Linked DNA regions of Mus musculus: region 1 is linked to region 2. The links are chromatin contacts, called in public targeted proximity ligation maps. All regions are on one chromosome and are shown on one strand. The core of a region is the stretch at or near the end of the contact, and the rest is flanking DNA. Distances in the headings are between cores, read along the strand shown. Region 1 holds the start of D030056L22Rik (RIKEN cDNA D030056L22 gene). Region 2 overlaps Ostf1 (osteoclast stimulating factor 1).

The links.
Region 1: a contact with region 2 is called in a targeted proximity ligation map of embryonic stem cells, with 15 read pairs. A contact is called at or near these places in 3 of 39 promoter capture datasets (the C10 cell line, the HPC-7 cell line and pre-B cells), 4 of 484 Hi-C or Micro-C datasets (Sertoli cells, Th1 cells and embryonic stem cells), 11 of 130 datasets of targeted methods (the 230-238 cell line, CD8 T cells, the SCID.adh cell line and 4 more) and 2 of 9 other capture datasets (adipose tissue and pancreatic islet).

The regions. Positions count from the first base shown.
Region 1 is chr19:18,711,101-18,714,699 of GRCm38.p6, forward strand. D030056L22Rik (RIKEN cDNA D030056L22 gene) reads left to right here and starts at 2,135. Exons shown (of 2, transcript NM_001374130.1): 1 at 2,135-2,559. The coding sequence starts at 2,224.
Region 2 is chr19:18,606,023-18,609,522 of GRCm38.p6, forward strand. The region is part of intron 1 of Ostf1 (osteoclast stimulating factor 1); the gene reads right to left. Among named protein-coding and RNA genes, the nearest start is that of Ostf1, 24 kb to the right of the region's middle.

The sequences.
Region 1 (3,599 bases), core at 885-3,384, 100 kb after region 2:
ACACGTGACAGAACAATAGAGCCATCTAAATCGGAGGCTCCACCCCAGGTGGTCTCTTACTCTTTGGCAGCAAGGTCAAAGCCAGCCTACTCAAGGCTAGGGGAAGCTACAACAATTAACAAGGATTCCTGTACCAAAACCAAAAATCTATAAATACAAAAAAAAAAAAAAAAAAAAAAAAAACCAAAAAAACAACAACAACAAAAAAACATGTCCAGCTTCACTGATTGGGTGAGATGCAAATTGAGGCCACAATGAGATACCATTTCACATTGGCCATATTGTTTGCTGATGAGGATGCAAAATAATAATAATAATAATAATAATAATAATAATAATAATAATAATAAACAACCTCTGGTGCTATAAAAAGCATTCAGAAAAACACTTTGTAATAAATCTGTACAACGCATTTTTGAACAATGCTCTTAGCATTTATAGATTTTGTTTTTCAAGACAGGGTCTCTCTGTGTAGCCGTGACTATCCTGGAACTAGATCTGTAGACCAGACTGGCCAAGAACTCACAGACTGCCTCTGCCTCCCGAGTGCTAGGACTAAAGGTTTTCCAAACCACTTTTAAGATAAAGCTTTTAAGGCGATGCACTCTCATGTCTTCGCAGGCGCATGTGTATGTATGGCAAAATGCCACGTCTAAAAATAAGCAGCGTATTGTATGTCAGCTAGATCTTAGTATATCTTAAAATATTAGCAAATCCAAAAAAGCATCTTAGAAATACAGATAAGTGAGTGGACTGAGGGGGAAATTACAAAGAAGTAGTAATTCATGGTCCGAAACAAGACTACTTGGGGACAGGAAAGAGAAACGGGACAGTGAAGAGGCACACAGATGCTCTTTCCCTTCTGAAGCCAGGCAGGGACACTTGCGTGTTACGGTCATTTTAGCTATGCATATGCTTTATACTACCTTGTGTACATAATGCTAAGTATCACAAGGAATGAGGGGCGGGGTGGGGGGAGGGCAGCAAGATTCTGGAGAACAGAAGGAACACACCTGCCCATGTTGTATTCTATTGTGTTGGAACATGGTCTCCGCACAACAAATCATCTGTGTCACTAGTGTGAAAATGGCAATGGCGAATTTATCATTTGTTCCAGGTGGAAGAATTACCAAGTGCAAACAGGAAATGGAGCGATCAAACAGAACTTTCTGTACACTACCGATAACGCTGTTTGTGCTTGTTGGTTATTTGCTGTCCTCCCACCAATGCAAACCGTGATGGGTTTGTTTGAGCCAGTATTTTAGTCTTTCGGTAAAAGCAAAAAGTAACTCAAGGATAGAGATCTTGCCTCCCATGCCCAAGGCCGTAGGTTCAATCCCCAGTGCTGGAAGGAAGTTTCTCTGTGTAGATGGCTTACAACTACATCTAGAGATATTTAAGCATGCACATGGCGCATATTCATAAATACACCCATACACAGTACCTATCAGCTAAAACAGCTCTACCATGCCCTAGAAAGAATGTTTCTCCGGAGCGTTGATGGGCTTGGTTTCTTTTTGTTTGTTTTGTTTTTTCCTTAGTTTTGTTTGGTTACTGCGTTTTCTCCTTATCCTTGCAGCACTGGGGATAGAATCTAAGGCCTTGGGCATGGTAGGCAAGCACCCTATCCTTTAGTTACTTTTTGCTTTTTACCAAAAAAAAAAAAAAAAAAAAAAGTACGGACTTATTTCTGCCACGGTTTACATTTTTCTGCCAAGACACCACCCACTGGAGAGGTCCTGGAACCTGCAGGCCGCTGCGGGCTAAGCAGACACTTCCGCCGCCCCAGGATCGCAGCACAGAGGAAAGGGCCCCAGCGCACTTGCCGCTGGGACCTCTGAGGCCGCGGAGTCTTTCGGCCGCTCCTGCCCGAGTCCTCGCTTGGGGACCGAGAGGCGCACACACAGGGGAATGCGAACAACCGTGCAAGTCAAAAGAAGGCCGCCAGGGGGTAGCGGCCTCCTTCCATCCACATCCCCATGCCCCGCCCCCTCAGAGGGCGCACTTCCGGCCGCAAGGGCGCTCGGGAACGCGAACCGCGAGCCTCCACCAACCAGCGGCTGTGCTGGATGGGCGCAGGTGCGCGCGCATCACGGCGCAGGTTCGAAACTCCGGCGCTGCGCGGTGGCTCCCCCACAACGTCTCGTCCGCCCTCGGGACAGCCGAGCTCTGCGCTGCCCTTCGCCCTCCGCCCGCCGCCCGCGCGACCCTCGTCCCTGGCCCATGGCCAAGCGGCGTGCGGCTGAGCCGCTCACGTTCCGCGTGCCTTGGAAGCGGCTCCTGCTCAGCGACTTCCCCGAGGAGCCGCCGCTCTGGGTCCCGCCGTCTGGGACGGCTCGGCCCCTCAAGCGCCAGGGGGACGCGGGGATCATGGCGGAGCCTGCGTCTGCGCCCCGCAAGCGACGCGGCGGCGGGGACGACAGACAGGAGCTGCAGGGCTGTAGCCGGGAGCCCGGAGAGCCACCTCCTGGCGAGCAGGAGGAACCCCGGGCCGCGGGCGGCGGCGACAGAGTAGAAAGCGCGGGCAGCCCGCAGGTAGCCGACGGGGTGCACAGCCAGGTAGGTCCGCTACTCACTAGCCCGGAGCTCGGTGCCAGGCCGCGGAAGTCGGGCCATCGAGTGGGCCAGACGGGCTGGACCCTAGAGGGTCAGCTCAGTGACCAACGGGAGAGAGGCGTTTAATTTGATGGGGAATGCTGTAGAACTTCTAGCATGCTTTCCAGTAGCATTCATCAGAGGACCTGTTAACTCCTAATGTTCAGTGCTGTGAGAATGGATTGTTGGACTCACTGTCCTCTCCGCTGCTTTGTTTTGGTAGCCGCTAGCCATGTGATCAGACAGAATACACTAGAAATATAACTTGACCAAACTTATGTGTTTTAAGTGTAAGAAGAGTAGGAGCGCCAAATATGTTTTAAGATAAAGGGTCGGGTTCTGAACTGTGTTACACACGAAGCAACTTGCCGCATATTGGGTGTACTGTTTGTTAATTTTATTTTTAGACACGTGACTAGAAAACTTAAAGTGAGTGTTTTGCTTTTTCAGACAGGGTTTATCTATGTGTAGCCCTGGCTGTCCTGGAACTCACTCTGTAGACCAGGCTGGCCTTGAACTCAGAAATCCGCCTGCCACTGCCTCCCAAGTGCTGGGATTAAAGGCGTGGGCCACCACTGCCCGGCCTTCGAGTGAGTTATAACCCATACTATATATGTATCGCACAGCATTGGCCCGACTTAGGGACTCAAGAGCCTTCTTTAAAGCAGTTCTTGCATAAGTTGGTGGAGCATGAGGTGAAGAAGCAAGGGTGATTCTTAGAGCTCGCCAAACTCAGCCACCTTGGCATGCGTCTGCTCAGTGTCCTTTTCTAGTTATTTTATAACAAAGTTGATAAGATAACGGAAATTTTCTCTTCGTGTAGCCCTGGCTGTCCTGGACCAGGCTGGCCTCGAACCCAGAGATCCACATTTCCTCTTGCCTTTCGAGTGCTGAGATTAAAGGCGTTCAGGGAGATTATCTTTCAATACTACACTCACTGTTTTTAGGTGAAAGTTACTGGTTTCTTAAGCAGAAGTATTGGATGTAACTGCAGGCACCCTAGC
Region 2 (3,500 bases), core at 994-3,493:
CTTCCCACCTGTGTCTGCCCCCACAAATCTTTGACCTCCCCCACCCAAAAAAGTCCAACTTGTGTCGCAAATATACTCAGTGGAGCATGGTCCAACTCCCAGTGGGCAGCTCCTTAAAGAAAACTGAGTCTTTCTCCAACTCCACCCCTACCAGAAGCCATCTATTGTGGAGAGCTACACTTCAGCACCCTTAACACAATTTTTAAGAGTTCCCTTCAATGGCTGCTACTTCTTCTAGGGGGTAAGTGGGTAATGGTTGTCACAGAACCCTTCTATGTCCCTCTTTCTCAACTGTGAGAATGTAGTCATTGATACCACTGCAAAAGAACCTTCCTTGCCCTTTGCACAGCAAGAGCACAGCTCATGGACTTCCACATGGTTTCTGGTTATAGCATAGAACACAATATCCAACTGGTCTCCAGTGTCAGCATGTGCCACAGACCTCAGCATGGTCTCTGGTGGCAATACCAACTGCAGACACCATCATAACCCCAGGACCACAGGCCACAGACATCCACATGGCTTCTGGAGCAACAGAAGCCACAGACACCAGTATGATCCCCAGTGACAGCTTGGCCAGCCCATGGATACCAACATGGCTTCAGGCGGCAGCATAGACCACAGACATCCACCCGGCCGTCAGTGGTAACATGGACCACAGACATCAATGTGGCCTCTAGTGGGAGATCAGACCACAGACATTCACAGCTTCCAGCCATGGATAGACCATGAACCTCAACAAGGCCTCTGGCAGCAGCACAGACACCATCACAGTCTTCGGTGGCAGCACAGGCCAAGGACATCAACATGGTCCCTGGTGGTAACATGACCCACAGTGAACTACCTACCACACATGGCTGGTAACTGGTATATTCAAGAATGTAAGACTAGAGAAAATGGGAATGAGTCTAACGTCCATTAGGAGAGAACTATGTTAAGTCAACCCTGATTCATCAGCATGTTGGAACCATTAAAAAGGAATGCTAACCGTTAGGGAGTCAGTCTACATGCCCATCAAGTGGCAAAATGAGGAGGAAAATATCGGGGCTAGATTCATGGCTCAGTCAGCAGAGTTCCTGCCATGAAAACTTGAGAATCTAGGTTCATTCCTAGCACTCATGTAAAACAGCTGGGTGTGGTGGCTTGTTTCTCCAGTCTCAGGACAGTACCAGAGAGGAAGAGACACACAAATCCCTGGAGCTAACTGGCCAGACAGTGTAGCCAAAGCAGGGAGCTCCAAGTTTGGTGAGAGACCCTGTCTCAATAAATAAAGTGGAGCGCAACTGAGGAACACACCCAGCATTGACCTCTGGCCTTCACATACACACATGAAAACACACCTGCACGCCCAGGTTCACACACATACCTTGAACAACTGCACCATTTATGGGGCCCTTCACATTCTAATTTACACTGCTGTTTCCATTCACTGCACTGAATGTTTATAGAACATTTATAACGTGTGAAAACTGCGGCCATACCGTATCATTCCGAGCAGGGGAGGAAATCAGTCTCTTTCCTGTAAATGTCCTACCGTGGAAAAGCATCTCAGAGTCTCCCGGGACTTGATGAGTGTAACAGAAAACCTCTCTCAAGTACACTAGCTCACACCTGCAAGGCTAGATAGCATTCCGAGGCTAAGACAGGGCTGCCCGGAGTGTGAGACCACCCTGGGCTACACACACAGTAACATCCAGGCCAGCCTGTACCAGAGTGAAGCCCTGTCTCAAAAAGTAAGCAGGGCTGGGAAGATAGCTCAGTGGGTAAGGTTCCTGCAAACAAATAGATGTAATTTTTTTTTTTCTTGTTGTTGTTAGTTTGCTTGTTTGGGGACTATCCATACCTCCCACCCCTGATTTATGGAGAAAGGAAACACCACCTTTAACCCTACCGTGTAGATCCAGAGGGCTCTACACAGCAAGCTCTATACCGTGAGAGTTGGTGCAGAAACAAGGAGGGCAGGGGAAGGAGGCGGGGCTGCCTGAGAAAGGCTCCAGGCTGAGGTGATCGTTCTCAGATGGTTCAGATTGTCATCTCAGTTACCTCAAACTTTCCAGAGAGAAGTCACAAAGGAAGCAGTCCTCTCGTGACCAACATCCAGGCTAGAGCTTTCCAGTTCCCTTCAGAGATAGTCTAAGGAGGGACGACTGGTGGATACTCTTGTAAACAAGATACAAACCACCAATTTGCATAGTTCCAGTTCTTTCCATTTTGATGCTAAATACTGAAGGAGATTAGCCAGACACACAAAGCAGCATTCCAGCGGTAAAATACCAAGACAGTTCATCACAGACCCCTACTTACTACTGCTTAATACTGGGCGTTGCCTTTTATCTATCCTTTTCACTCCATGTTCTAAAGGCTCAGGGCTGGAATTCTCAAAATCGAAGTAACTAGAAATGAAAGAGTTTAACAGAAACATCCAAAGGCCAAGGAATCACAAAACCAGGAGATTTCTCACAATTGCAGGCTAATGGGCCTAAATATTCTGTTGTTAGAACAATTAATACTAATATGCAATCCGCTGGTCCTCTTGGCACACAGAGTTATCTCTGGACTGTGTTCTGTAGACTTCGGGCTTACAGCAGTGTCTAGGGGATGAAACCGAAGCTCTGTTTCTTGCTGACGTCCTGACAGACATCTAACAACAGATCAAGAACACACGGTGATCAAGTTTACTGATCCAATTTTACTTAAGGAAGGCAGACTCACAGATGTCAAAGAGCTATGCTCTTGGACATGCAACAAAGCTTTCTAAGGCTCTCTGCTCATTCTCTCACCAAGTATTGTTACATACAACAGAGAGAGCAGGAAGCTAAGAGACTGTGGAAATGGTCTGAAATTGGGATCCATAAGAATGAAGGGCTCCCCCCCCCAAAAAAAAGGCCCAACATAACCTTTGTCTTAAATGTAGGTTGAGTCTGAAATGATCTAGCATTCAGATGGCTCTGCAGGAAGATTCTGAATTAAGCAGTTCTAACCACCATCACCACCACCACCGCGGCCATAGCCACTGTTTCTGAGGTCTTATTTCCAGCCTTGCCCTTCCCTTTTCTCACTAACCCCCTTATCCCCTAGAGAGGAGGAGACTATCATCAACAGCAGTGTTGTCTTTTCCTCTGGAGGAAGGCTGGCCCTAGACTTCAAAGCGTGAAGGTCAAGGTCGTGGAAGGGTGAAAGGAGGGGAGCTGGTCTTTCCCGGGCAGGGAAGGGAAGCATGGGCTTTTCCAGTATTTGTCTTTGCTCCTCTGGAGCCCTGAAACAACATTTAGATAACTCAGGACTTGTAAAAGTGAGCAAAACATGTCAAATCGATCTTGTTTGTTGTTAGTGAAGAGCTGGCAGAGCTTCACATACCTGAATTCAACTGGCATATACCCACCCATACACAAAAACAATGAAGACAGAATTACCCTATAAAATCAATGCCTCAACTAGGCACTGGAAGCTAACAAATAAAATGCCATGTGCCAAGTGTTCTTTACTTCTTTTGGACTTGC